Linked DNA regions of Gossypium hirsutum: region 1 is linked to region 2. A link is a contact called in public Hi-C data. All regions are on one chromosome and are shown on one strand. The core of a region is the stretch at or near the end of the contact, and the rest is flanking DNA. Distances in the headings are between cores, read along the strand shown. Region 1 holds the start of LOC107901104 (DNA repair protein recA homolog 3, mitochondrial). Region 2 holds the start of LOC107901111 (zinc finger CCCH domain-containing protein 64).

The links. Hi-C and Micro-C count contacts between places; a contact is called where the count stands out from the background.
Region 1: a contact with region 2 is called in a Hi-C map of leaf, with 2.4 times the contacts expected there. The contact joins the promoter of LOC107901104 here to the promoter of LOC107901111 in region 2. A contact is called at or near these places in 2 of 34 Hi-C or Micro-C datasets (both in leaf).

The regions. Positions count from the first base shown.
Region 1 is chrD06:13,571,015-13,577,650 of Gossypium_hirsutum_v2.1, reverse strand. LOC107901104 (DNA repair protein recA homolog 3, mitochondrial) reads left to right here and starts at 1,322. Exons shown (of 8, transcript XM_041095731.1): 1 at 1,322-1,458; 2 at 2,321-2,378; 3 at 2,812-3,029; 4 at 3,146-3,233; 5 at 3,540-3,712; 6 at 4,044-4,190; 7 at 4,531-4,662; 8 at 4,919-5,713. The coding sequence starts at 1,456. The coding sequence ends at 5,305. It overlaps LOC107901103 (nucleosome assembly protein 1;2), which reads left to right. Exons shown (of 13, transcript XM_016826977.2): 8 at 1-65; 9 at 180-357; 10 at 446-489; 11 at 598-802; 12 at 919-930; 13 at 1,016-1,389. The coding sequence ends at 1,081.
Region 2 is chrD06:13,404,514-13,410,649 of Gossypium_hirsutum_v2.1, reverse strand. It overlaps LOC107901111 (zinc finger CCCH domain-containing protein 64), which reads left to right and starts at 2,988. Exons shown (of 10, transcript XM_016826988.2): 1 at 2,988-3,143; 2 at 3,253-3,526; 3 at 3,651-3,780; 4 at 3,872-3,991; 5 at 4,899-5,016; 6 at 5,489-5,940. The coding sequence starts at 3,069.

The sequences.
Region 1 (6,636 bases), core at 73-2,572, 170 kb before region 2:
ACTGTGCTGACAAAGACATATCTCATGATTGATGAAGATGAACCTATTCTTGAGAAAGCAATTGGGTAAATACTATTACCTATCCTTTTAGAGAATTCCCTATTGGATTGTTAAATATGTCCAGATTACTGGAGGTTCTTACTTCTTTTAACTAAAACTTCTTTGCACCTAATATGTAGGACTGAAATTGAATGGTATCCTGGAAAATGCTTAACGCAAAAGCTTCTTAAAAAGAAGCCTAAGAAGGGTTCAAAGAATGCCAAGCCAATCACTAAAACAGAGGAGTGTGAAAGTTTCTTCAACTTCTTCAATCCTCCTCAAGTTCCTGAGGATGATGAAGACATTGATGAAGATACTGTAAGCCCAACCTCACCAGATCTATATAAACATGGATGATTGATTACATTTCTTCTGCTATTCCAATTGTTTTTACTTTCTTGCACAGGCTGAGGAGCTACAAAATCAAATGGAACAAGATTATGACATCGGGTGTGTTCTCTTTTCTTCTTACTCTAGTCATTGAGTGAGACGTCATTAATCATTGTTACATGTATTTGAAATACCTACTTATTTTATGCTATCTGTTTCTTTTTGCAGATCAACAATTCGAGACAAGATTATTCCACATGCTGTGTCATGGTTTACAGGAGAAGCTATCCAGGGAGATGAGCTTGATATAGATGACGATGAAGAAGATGACGATGATGATGATGAGGAGGAGGAAGAGGATGATGAGGAAGAGGATGAGGATGAGGATGCTGATGATGAGGATGCTGACGAAGGAAGTAAGACCAAAAAGAAGGTATGAGATGCTAATTTTAGGGTGTGTTATAATGTGTGCTCAATTGTTTGTTCAAAATCTGAAGTGATGCTAATATTTCTTTTGTTTCTTGCATATTGCTTGAAAATGTGCTGCAGTCTGCTCATAAGGTACACCAATTCCATATCATTTAGGTCTCTCTTTTGGCCCTTCTATTGAAAATTTATTCTTAATTATGTTCGTTGTGTATTGCAGAAGAGTGGTAAAGCAGTAGGGGATGGGCAGCAAGGTGAGAGGCCTCCGGAATGCAAGCAGCAGTAGAAATTAATTGCTGCCGTTGAGTGTGGTTTATAAGATTTTGATTGGAAGAAGCGGGAGAAAGGGAGGGTTTGCAGTTTTGGTGGTTATTTATTTCTACAGTTTTATGTTATTGCTATGAGTATGATTGGTTTCTACAGTCGTTTTATCCTTTTTGGTCTGTTGGATTGGTAGGATGGTCTGGTAATGGTACTCTAAGATGTTTTGGGATTTTGTTTTAATGTTTAATGTTTCCAGAAACTCTTTTAAGAGTTCTTGTGATAGCTTGTTATCAATTATTTAATGGCCAGTCTGATTAAAGTTATTTTTTATATACCTTTTATATACCAAGTTCTGTTGCGCACGGCTTGTGGTTGGACGGCAGCAATTATGGTCAAATGGTATTTCCATGGATCTTTAATTTTATTTCTAATGTTCTTGCAACTTCAAAAAATTATGGATGCAAAAATAATACAAAATAAAACATCTGTCGCAGCCCTTTCTACGATTACTGTAGATTTTGTTTGAAAAAATTAGATTTATTTCACTGTTTTAAGTATTATGCCTTAGTTCATATTTATATGTCATTATTTTTGTTATTTTTAAAAAATCCAGCTCAACTTCATAGAAAAAAATCTCATTAATTAACCATTTTTTAACGATATTAATGATAAAATGATTAAAATATATCAAACGGAATATAATACAACAAAATATAATATAATATAATAGGAACACCAAATTTGATTAAAATTCCCTGGAGGCCCAGCAGGCTCCCTCGCCCCCGCCCGTGGTGGGTACCCAACCACTGTAGTGCAAATCTCAAAAAGGAGGGAAACTCAAACCCTAACATCCCAGATCCACAGCAGCAGAGCTCAGTGTCTGTCTGTCTGTTTGTCTTTCCATTTCTTTCCTCCCTTTTTAATCCATGGTATTAAGTAACATCTAATCACAACTAGTTTGTTCTTCTTTTCCCACATCTTATACTTCTAAACCACGCTCCTTTCCCTTGCATGCTATGGCCACCTTTCTTCGAAATGTTTCATCTCTTAAACGTTCTCTCTTCGCTCCACAGGTTTTAAAAACCTTATCCGTTTCTTTATTTTCTTCCATAACTTCATATCCTTTGTTTTTCTCATGTTTAATCTGATTGTCTTGCACTATGTTCATTTTTTTATATAAAAAAATGGTAGTTTAGGAACAGTAGAAATATATATATATATGAAGCCGTGAATCAACTTTTCTCTTTTTTCCTTTTTGCAGGTTTGTAGGGGAGGGGTGTTAAGGTCATCTTCTCAGCTGTGTAACTTTTCTTCTAAAGGTAACTGAAATTCCATTGAAAAGCTTCAATTTGAATGTCGGTACTCAAATATTGTTATTTGGGTATCTGGTATTCTATTTCTATGTTTTAAATCACGTTTTGGTTTTTGAGTAGAATTTTAATTCAGGTAATCATCTGAATGTGATTGTAGAAGAGTGCTTTGTCATGGGATTTTTATTAGATTAATAAATGTTTGAATTCTATAATGATTTTTAATTGAAACAAGTCAGCTGTACTGTAAAGCGCAGTGCTTAATGTAGTGTCATCTTTTATCCAACAATAAAAATTATAAATTCATGCCATTTAAAAGATGGAGTTCTTTGGCTATTTTTCTTGAACTGGATTCATTGGAGTTAAAAAGTGAAATCTAATACTCTGTTTTTTTTGAGTAAATGAAATCTGATACTTTTTCTTTGTTTGTGTCCTATTGAAGGTAGAAGGAAATCCGAGTCAGATTCAAGTGATTCGTGCGATGAGAATATGTTCAAGAAAGATTTAGCTCTAAAACTTGCCTTGGATCAGATTACGAGTTCTTTTGGAAAAGGATCTATCATGTGGCTTGGTCGTGCTATGTCTCCTCGAAATGTTCCAGTAGTTTCCACTGGTTCTTTTGCTCTGGACATAGCACTTGGAATCGGTGGCCTTCCAAAGGTACTCTGAAATTCTTGTTTCAGTTCTTTTATCCTTTATGCTGCTAGTCTGCTACTAAGTAATTGCTGCTTGTGATGCTTTTTAGTTCCTTATACATCTCTGTTGGAATTTTACAGGGCCGTGTGATAGAGATATTTGGACCAGAGGCTTCTGGGAAAACAACACTTGCTTTACATGTAATTGCTGAAGCACAAAAGCAAGGAGGTCACTGAATGTATTTTAGCTTAGTACTGTGTGATTTATGATTGATTATGCTCACTCGTTATGAAATCCATTCTATGTAAAGGTGGTTGCTAATTCTAGATTTCTGACATTTGGAAGATTATTATAATAAGGCATCTGAACTATTATAAAGGTTTTGTATGCAGCGTATAATGTTAAATCTATTTATGAGATGATTGCATTTGGAGGGTGCACCAGATTTTGTTGTGGCTATCTTCTATGCTGTTGAGGTTGTTTCTGTTATCTTTCTGTTGAATGCTTACATATGGCTATAATATTCAAATGCAGGTTATTGTGCTTTTGTCGATGCTGAGCATGCTCTTGATCCTGCCCTGGCTGAGACAATTGGGGTGAACACTGAGAATTTGCTCCTTTCGCAACCAGATTGTGGAGAACAAGCTCTCAGTCTTGTGGACACCCTTATACGTAGTGGATCAGTTGATGTTGTAGTTGTTGACAGCGTAAGGTGTTCCTAGATTCATTTCTTTTCCATTATGGAGTTTGGTGTGATAAATACTGCTGATAGTTGGTAGAATGTGCTTCTGCCATGTTTGTGACTTGTGAAATATGCTTTGTTTTCCTTGTCTGCATCTTCCCTTGGACTGCTTAAGTAATTTGGTTGTGCTATGATGCGAATTTGAGGGAGGGCTTTTGAAATTATTGTTTGTGTGCCAAGAATATTGGGTTCTCATCCTTGAAGGATTCAAATTCTATAATTTTATCTGTGTGATACTGCTGTTTATCATATCTATTTACAGTGAGCTCCTAATAATAGCTTAATTTTCTTCTCAGGTAGCTGCCCTTGTGCCTAAAGGCGAGCTTGATGGCGAGATGGGTGATGCTCATATGGCAATGCAGGCTAGACTGATGAGCCAAGCTCTTCGTAAAATATGCCATTCCTTATCATTGTCTCAAACCATATTGATTTTAATAAATCAGGTTTAAGTTTGATTCCCGATTATCTCCTTGATGAGTTTTGATGATGAGCTCCATATTAGCTACATAGTCCTCTAAAGCTTTAGGTGGCCATGCAATTGTTAAAGTTCTTTCTTTGAGTTTGTTTGATTAATGTTGTAGTCTCTGACTCTGTGTACATTGTGAGTTTTGCCCTTCGGTCAACTTTTTGAATTTTGCCCCATTTAAAGGCTTTATTAATAATTCTAACCACTAATTAGTTGGCTGTTTGATTGATGCACTATTTCCTAGCTAAATTGTTACCGCTAATTAAATGTAGCTTGTAATATTTTTTTAGTACATACTAACTATTTAAACATATCAGGTGAGGTCAAAGCTTTCGACATTTGGATTTGGTGGGCCAACCGAAGTTACCTGCGGTGGTAATGCCTTGAAGTTTTATGCTTCAGTGCGTCTAAATATAAGGAGAACAGGGCTTGTCAAGAAAGGAGAAGAGGTATCAAACTCGCACCCTTTCTTTCCTATTCAGTTTGTTGGTTGGATTTATGTGTAGTGGGTAAACGCATATAAATGGTTTGTTTATTTACTCTTAGCTTGGTTGAAACTCTCTTGAGCAACTTGTTAAATTTTCCTTTGAACTGTCTCTTACATTCCCAAGCAAGTTAAACATGTAGCTTTATCTGCAATCCAGCAAATCTCACTCTTGCATATGTTATATGTCTCATTGTGTTTTTGAAATGTCTAATCTGTAGACTATTGGAAGTCAAGTTCTTGTGAAGGTTGTGAAGAACAAGCTTGCCCCTCCATTTAAGAATGCTGAATTTGAGCTTGAGTTTGGCAAGGGAATATCCCGGGAAGGGGAGATCATAGATTTGGCAACGAAACACAAACTTGTTACAAAGTCTGGTGCATTCTACAGTTTCAACGACAGGAAACTCCATGGCAAGGAAGCCTTCAGAAGGTTTTTGGCTGAAAATGGAAGTGCTCTTGAAGAAATTGTGATGAAACTTAGAGAAAAGCTACTTGATGCTGAGAGCAAGAAGGAACGACGAATAGATATCTCGGATGAGAATACTTCAGAAGAATCAGTTCCAATTGAAACTAATGATGAAGAAACTGTTATCGCCAATGAAGCTTAAGTGTGCTTAGATTTGAACTGCAACTGCCATTGCATGTTCTGTTGGATAAGTAGTAGATATTTCAGAGGATACAATGATGGAAGGATTTGGAGGTCCTCTAATCCATAGCCACATTTGAACCCTTGTTAAGGTCGACATTAGGGGCTTGGATTGACAGCATTGTAGCTTGAGTTTATTTGCCGTGTTTGTGCATGTGGGGGTAATTGTGGCGTTGGAAAGTTTTGTGTATTCAATGGATGGGAGAGTACAGGATCTTGTTTCAAATTTCAAGGGGCATCCGACTGTCTTCCTCTCACATTGTCCTATTTCCAGCCATATTTACCATGTTAACGAGGGAGCAATTTATATTTGAAAAATTGCATTGTATAACTTAGATTCTTATTTAAATTCTGAGAAAATTTTCTGCTATCTAGTCTAGCAAATCTGTTCTCTGCAATTATGAAATCATAAAATCACAGATTCGTAGTAGTCCATTGGGGATTTGAACATCATCATCATTATCAGTTTGTTGCACATAAAATTCCCAAAGAAAACTTTTTACCATATTTCCTTTTGTATAAATTTGTAAGTGTGATTTTTATATTCAAAATCGAATATACCGGTAATCACCTAAAAGACCTGACACAATTAATCGACTATATAAGTCAAATTTTAAAATAACCAAACTGAAATTTTGGATTTCATCGGTTTCTTTGGTTTTGAATTTTTCCCTCAACCTGAAAATCTTTTGTCTATTCATAGTTATTTTTTTCCTAAGTTAACTTTGATAATTAATGTATTAAAAAGAGGTGATTATTATTTTTTAACGGAAATGTTGGTTAAAATATTAATTTGACATCACGTATGATAATTTATATGTACTTTATTTTGATATCACATTATTTGTCTTATACACAAAAAAAAAATTTAAAATTCATAAAATTATTCAAATAAAATCAAAATTATAAAAAGCTCATAACTTAAAAAAAAAAAAGCATGAAGTACTTGTGAATTGTCATTTGCCATAAAAGCTGTCATGCTTAAAATTTTAATGTTTTAGTCAATATAAATAATTTAACTCTTTTTGGAAGATTGATGGTCAAATTCAATTTTTTGAAAAGGTTCAAGGTCAAATTTAATTAAAAAAAGAATAAAGGTTAAATTAACAAGATAGGTAAACATCGAGAGTTAAATTTATCATTATGCCTATATAAAAAAAAAGACAAAGTTTGAAACAACTAATTTATAAACAAGTCCAAATTTAATAAATTAAAAATATTTTTATATTTACTTTTTAAAATTTTTACTTTTTTAAGATTTTAAAACATTTTTCTTATAATTAGGGAAAAAAT
Region 2 (6,136 bases), core at 1,739-4,238:
GTCAAATATATTATGCTAATAAATGCTAAATACATTATACTCATAAATACTAAATCTTCTAAAAAGAAGATATATTTTGTTTAACTTGACTTGCAAGTAATCTCTTAGAATTTAGGTCACAGAACTCTAAAAGAAAAAAATTTAAGAAGAAGAAAGGAAAAAAAGCACCATCCCACCTCTCTGTCACTAAAATCTTTACCTTCAGAGGTTATTGCATGGTGTGGTCAATTTGTTCTCCAATGATGAAAAGGTGAATCCCTTTTCCTAGAGTTGGGTATTGGATCTTGGATGATGATGATGATCTGTGGTGGATACCATACAATTCAATGGCCAGGCCAGTTTGTTTTGAAGTGAGGTCGTTGGAACCAAATAGAAAATAGAACCATGTAAGTCTTGGATGCTCTGAGCACGGCAGCCGTACTCGATCAATGGCATTTTCGATCTAGCAGAGGCTTTGAAGCTGCTGAATGGCAGATTACATTGTTTTATAGCTGTTTCTTGTCATATTGTTAATCCATTTGTTCTTTAGTGAGCATTGCCGAGTCATGTTCCATATTTAATTCTACTGTTGTACAGAATCCTGATGAACTATCCCAAGGTTCAATATAGATATGGAAGAGCCGGTAGCGTCCAATTTACAAGATTTTGGAAACAAGAACAGGATATTCAAATCCTTGCTGTGTGCCTGTACTGAAGCCAAAACAGCTGACTTGGATCACTTATCTTTCAAGCAAGTTTAATAAGACAAAAAATCTCTTAAAAATTTGATTACACTGTCACCAGTAAGTAGCAGGAACTATATATTGCTGCTGTTTCAGTCAATACCCTTAAGTTAATGGCCCTTGGGCTTGGATTCAACATGAAAAATCTGGTTCTGATACTTTGAAAGTTATATGTGATAGACACAATATCTCTGACTAGCGCCTATCATTTTTGGCGTCATACAAAGTTACAAACAAACAAAGCTAGTCAGGTTCGCAGGAACAATGTTAGGATCTGACCCGGCAAATCATAGCTCACGCAAAGGATTTGTCCTAAACTTGATTGACAACCCCATCCTCTCCATTTTCCAACAAATAAATATAAATCCCCCCCCCCCCAAAAAAAAGACTGGTACTTGCCAAAAAAGACGGTCTGGAGAATAAAATTAATATGGTGCTTACTATAATGCTAGTTTTCTAACAAGATTGTTCCATAACTCAAAATGCATAACTTTTTAGTATTATATGCATAATTGCAGAATAAGTGTCATTTTCCCTGTTGGGAATAATGATGGATGAAGTTGAACCCTTAAGATCTTCACATATAGCAGAAAAAAATGGGTGCTTTTGAGATATTCAAATAACATCATTTCAAAAGAGTTTATAATGTGATTCGCAACAGATGGGATAGGACAAAAGGAAATAAAATGAAATGTCATAAAACAACTCGAAGAAGACTTGGGTGTTGACAATGTTGAACTTATTGGGAAGTAGTTTGAGATATTTGAACATGAGCAGCTAGCTCATTCAAGGGAGAGCTGTCACAAACATGCTTTGAGCTGTTTCGATATGGTAACAAGTGAAACAAAAGGTTAGGCATGTCTGATGATGATGATGTGAAGCATATGATGCAAAAAAGGTGGAAGACAGTAATGCCAAAGCTTGCAAAGAGCTGGCCAAATGGTGAAATTAGTTAGCTCCCTGATTTGATCTTTTGAATTGAAAATTCTCCAAAACACCTGCTTTCCTTCAACTGTGTCTGCATTCACAGTGCAGTGCGGGAGAATCAGATGAGAAACTATATAGTCATAATGATCACATGATGAATTATTGTTAACCCTACAATTATGCCAAATTACACAGTCCTAACCCTTGCCATACAACAATTACAGTTGATACCATGAAAGTGAACAATACATCAGACACTGTATAATGAAGAAAACCCTCTACATATGATAGCCTTCCACGTCAACATCTAGAATGAAATACTGCAGCCTCGCAATCTGAATGTGAATACTGCTCTGAAAGATTGTTTTAATTCGTGAAGCATTAGGATATATTTGTTTGGAACTTTGGATTACATCCGGTGAGATGGAAGTAGAAAATCACCATCAAATTGAACTGGATTAAATAATTGTATATATAATAAAAACAAAAGATTAAACTCATATTTATATTAAATAATAAATTTAAATTAATGTTAAATCATAGTTAAATAATATTAAGTGTTTAAATAATAGAAACATTAGTTTAAAATATATATTCATATTAACTAATAAAATATACATAATCTTTTTTATAAAAATAAATCTTATATAATAATATCTATCTTTACTTTCTATAATTATTAAATTTATATTTATATTACATATAATATATTTAAATTTGACAAAGCCAACTTTCAAAACAAAAAATTGTATAAATTAGGATGAATAAAAAACAAAATTGAACCAAAAACAAATCAAGGGCTACTAGTGTAACTTTTCATCTTTCTGTTAAAATTAATCGTTAGTTTTAGTGAGATGGGCAGCAACGACATTAAAATTATATATTTGGATTTAAATACAACGAAATATTGTAAAATTATAACAATATATATTAATTTTTTTAATATAATTGTACTTATAACTTATTTTAAATTTTAATAAATTATAAATAATATATTTATTAAACGGGTTTACTTAATTAGCACATGTAAATGAAAATTGATTAAAACATTTTTAAATCAAGACTAAAAATTGTGTTGATAATAACGTAATTAGCTTATTATAAAAATTATTATTTTAAAATTTATATAAAGTATTTTGCATTCGAAAATACGAAGTTATTGAAGCAGAAAGTAAAATGGAGAAAGAGAGAAAAATGTAAGATTAAAGTGAGGGTGCAGTCCTCTCAGACCATCAATTTTAGTTTAATTATAACAACACTATTAACTCTCGAGTATATTTGAGCCCAGCAAATATGGGCCGGACGGCTGGGACCATTTGAGACTTTCCGCATAAGCCCAAGTTCCCGGGCTTCAATCTTTCATTTCAGAGAACGCGGCTTCCGGCGTTCACCCCACATCGGTCTCTCTCTTCCTCTCTCATGGCTTCTCCCAGAATTCTACTATGCGGGGACGTTTTAGGCCGTCTCAACCAGCTCTTCAAGCGAGTCAACTCTGTTAGTTTCTTTCATTTCATTTATTTTTTAGATTTCTCCATGTTTCTGTTACGGTTTGCTTTTTTTTTTTTGAACTGCGGGGAGCTAAAAAACGATTATATTTTTTCAGGTAAACAAATCAGCGGGTCCTTTCGATGCTCTTTTTTGCGTGGGTCAGTTCTTCCCCGATGAACCAGATCGGCTTGATGAATTAATGGACTACGTTGAAGGCAGGGCCCAAGTTCCTCTCCCGACTTACTTCATTGGCGATTACGGAGTTGGTGCACCCAAGGTTTTGTCGGCTGTTTCGAGGAACTCCGCTAACCAAGGTTTCAAAATGGACGGTTTCAAGGTTTGCGACAATTTGTTTTGGTTAAAAGGCAGCGGGATGTTCACTTTCCATGGTAATTTTTTTTTAAACTTCTTTTAAATAGTCTCTGTTTGGTTACTGAGAAAGTATACGTAATTAGGCTAGAAAGTGCATGTGAAAATTTTCTATCATATCTGATTTTTTGTGCTTATATTTAGGTTTGTCTGTGGCTTACTTATCCGGTAGGCAGTTGTCTAATGGTCAACAGTTTGGAACATATAGTCAAATTGACATTGACACGCTACGAGCATTCGCTGAGGAACCTGGAATAGTTGATTTCTTTTTAAGATATCCTTTGCTTTGATAGGCATCGAGACTTTAATTTTAAATTTGATTCGCTTTTAGGTTGTTTATTTTGAATTCCTTAATTAGTTTTTACTAATGAATGGCCAAGTGGTATCACAAATAGAGCCACTGCATCAGATATCCCTGCAGGAATCTCAGATTCTTCTGGCAGTGATTCCACTGTCTCCCAACTAGTTGCAGAGATCAAACCACGGTACGTGATGTTTGAAGGTTTTGCATTACTTGGTGCATCCAATTCTCAAATATACAGTTTTTATGCTTCTTGTCAGATATATGATGCTGTTTCCATGACCATGAATGTTTATTTTATGGTTCTTGTTCAAATTAGTATTTAATGATGACTCTTATCTCACAACGACTTCAAGTTGAAATGGCTAATGACAGAACCCAACTCGATGTTAATAGAAAAATTATCGAGTCAGGTACATTAATCCTTATATTGTTCATGGTCTAAGGCCATACACTTAGTGAAATGTTAGAAATGAAAGATACATTTGTTACTTTGAACTATATTCTGCTTTTTTGACATCTCTGGCTTGTTGTGTGTCCAAGACTCAGTGTTCTACTATCAAATGAAAGCTTATCTTAGACTTTTAGACATCTTGATATTGTAAAAGGCTCAAGCTTTTAGTGAGAACCATATCTCCTCTCATTTGAAATATCTCTAGTCCAATCTTACCATCCCCTTTCAGAACAACAATTTAATGGTCAGATGCTGTTTGTTGTATGTATTTAACCACCTCAAGTACTGCCTTGTAATGTTAGGAGTTGAATTTCATTTTCATGAAATATCTGAAACTATAGAATATGCAATAATGGTTCAGTCTGAAGTGCAAAGAAATGTTTTCACTGGAAGGAAAGATTTTAGGGAGAATTTGATATTCACTAGCATTTTCTATTGGCTGGAAAAATCGACAGTGATGTGCCAATCCGCTTAGACATCTCAATGTGGCCATTTTCAGAGCAGTTTTTCTCGTGAAAGACTGATACCTTAGAAGCGATAATGACTTTACAACCCTATCGGAATTATGCTTCTTTATTTTATTTGCTGTTAGTTAAGTTGTTTCTTTTCTTTCGCTAATGGTTGTTCTCCCTGTTAGCTATCACATTGCAGGTACTAAGGGTGCATATTATGCTCGTGAACCTTATTGTAATGTTGATGCTGTACATGTAACTCGGTTCTTGGGTCTTGCATCTGTTGGGAATAAAGAGAAACAGGTGTGACTTTCTTATATACTGAGTATTTGTTGTATTCGGTGAGGTTTTTACATATAAATTTCTATTAATGAAGCATTAACCTGCATTGTGATGGTACGATATTGATATCTAAATTGAGGAACATTTAAATTGCTACTATGCTTTCACTGGACCTCCAAATAAAAGGTGGTTGTTTCTTTCCTACTTGAATTTTTCCTGTGCTCTGCCGTGCTCTTCCCTCCTGTTTAAAGAGTTCAGACATTTCTGCACGCTAGAGGAGAGAGAAGTAGGGAAAGAAGACCAGCATCATTTTTTTTTGTCTTGAAGAATTTCTGCATAATCAAACTATTCTTTCTATATTATGATTTGGGTTAATATAATATCTTATCTTGCGAGGATTATCTGAAGTATTTATTGTTTCAAGCACTACAAACAGCTAGATTTAGCTGTTAAAGGCATTTTGTGATTGTTGTTTCCTGCATCTGCTCCTCAGAAATTTCTTCACGCGCTTTCTCCAACTCCATCATCTACCATGGCAGCTGCTGAGATCAGTGCAAAGCCACCAAATACTACCTTATCACCGTATACATTAGTTGACCAAGTGGATCGTCCTAAAGAAACCACAAAGAGAGCTAGTGATATTGGACTTGATTCACAATACTGGAGATATGATGTGTCTAGCAAACGACAAAAGCATGGGAATGGTGATACTAATAAGGTGTGTTTTAAATTTATATCCTCTGGAACTTGTCCACGTGGAGAAAAGTGCAACTTCCCACATGATGCTGATGCAAGGGAACAATTTTTGAGAGGTGTTTGTCTTGACTTTATTATCAAAGGAAAGTGTGAAAAAGGCCCTGATTGCAACTTTAAGCACAGTTTACAGGATGATGGTGAGAATCATTCTCGTAAAAGACCAGGATCTAGCAATGCTAATGCTAACAGGTTGGTTTTTTATTGCCTTTATCATTTTCCCCCTATTTTAACTTGCAACTAGACCACTGCGCGTTATTGTTAATTTAGTAACATTTTTAGCAGAAAAATCTATTAGCCAACACAATAAAACTGCAGATTGCAGATTGTGTGCCCTTTAATCCTTATTGTAAAATATATAAACCACTATAGTTATTATATATTTTGT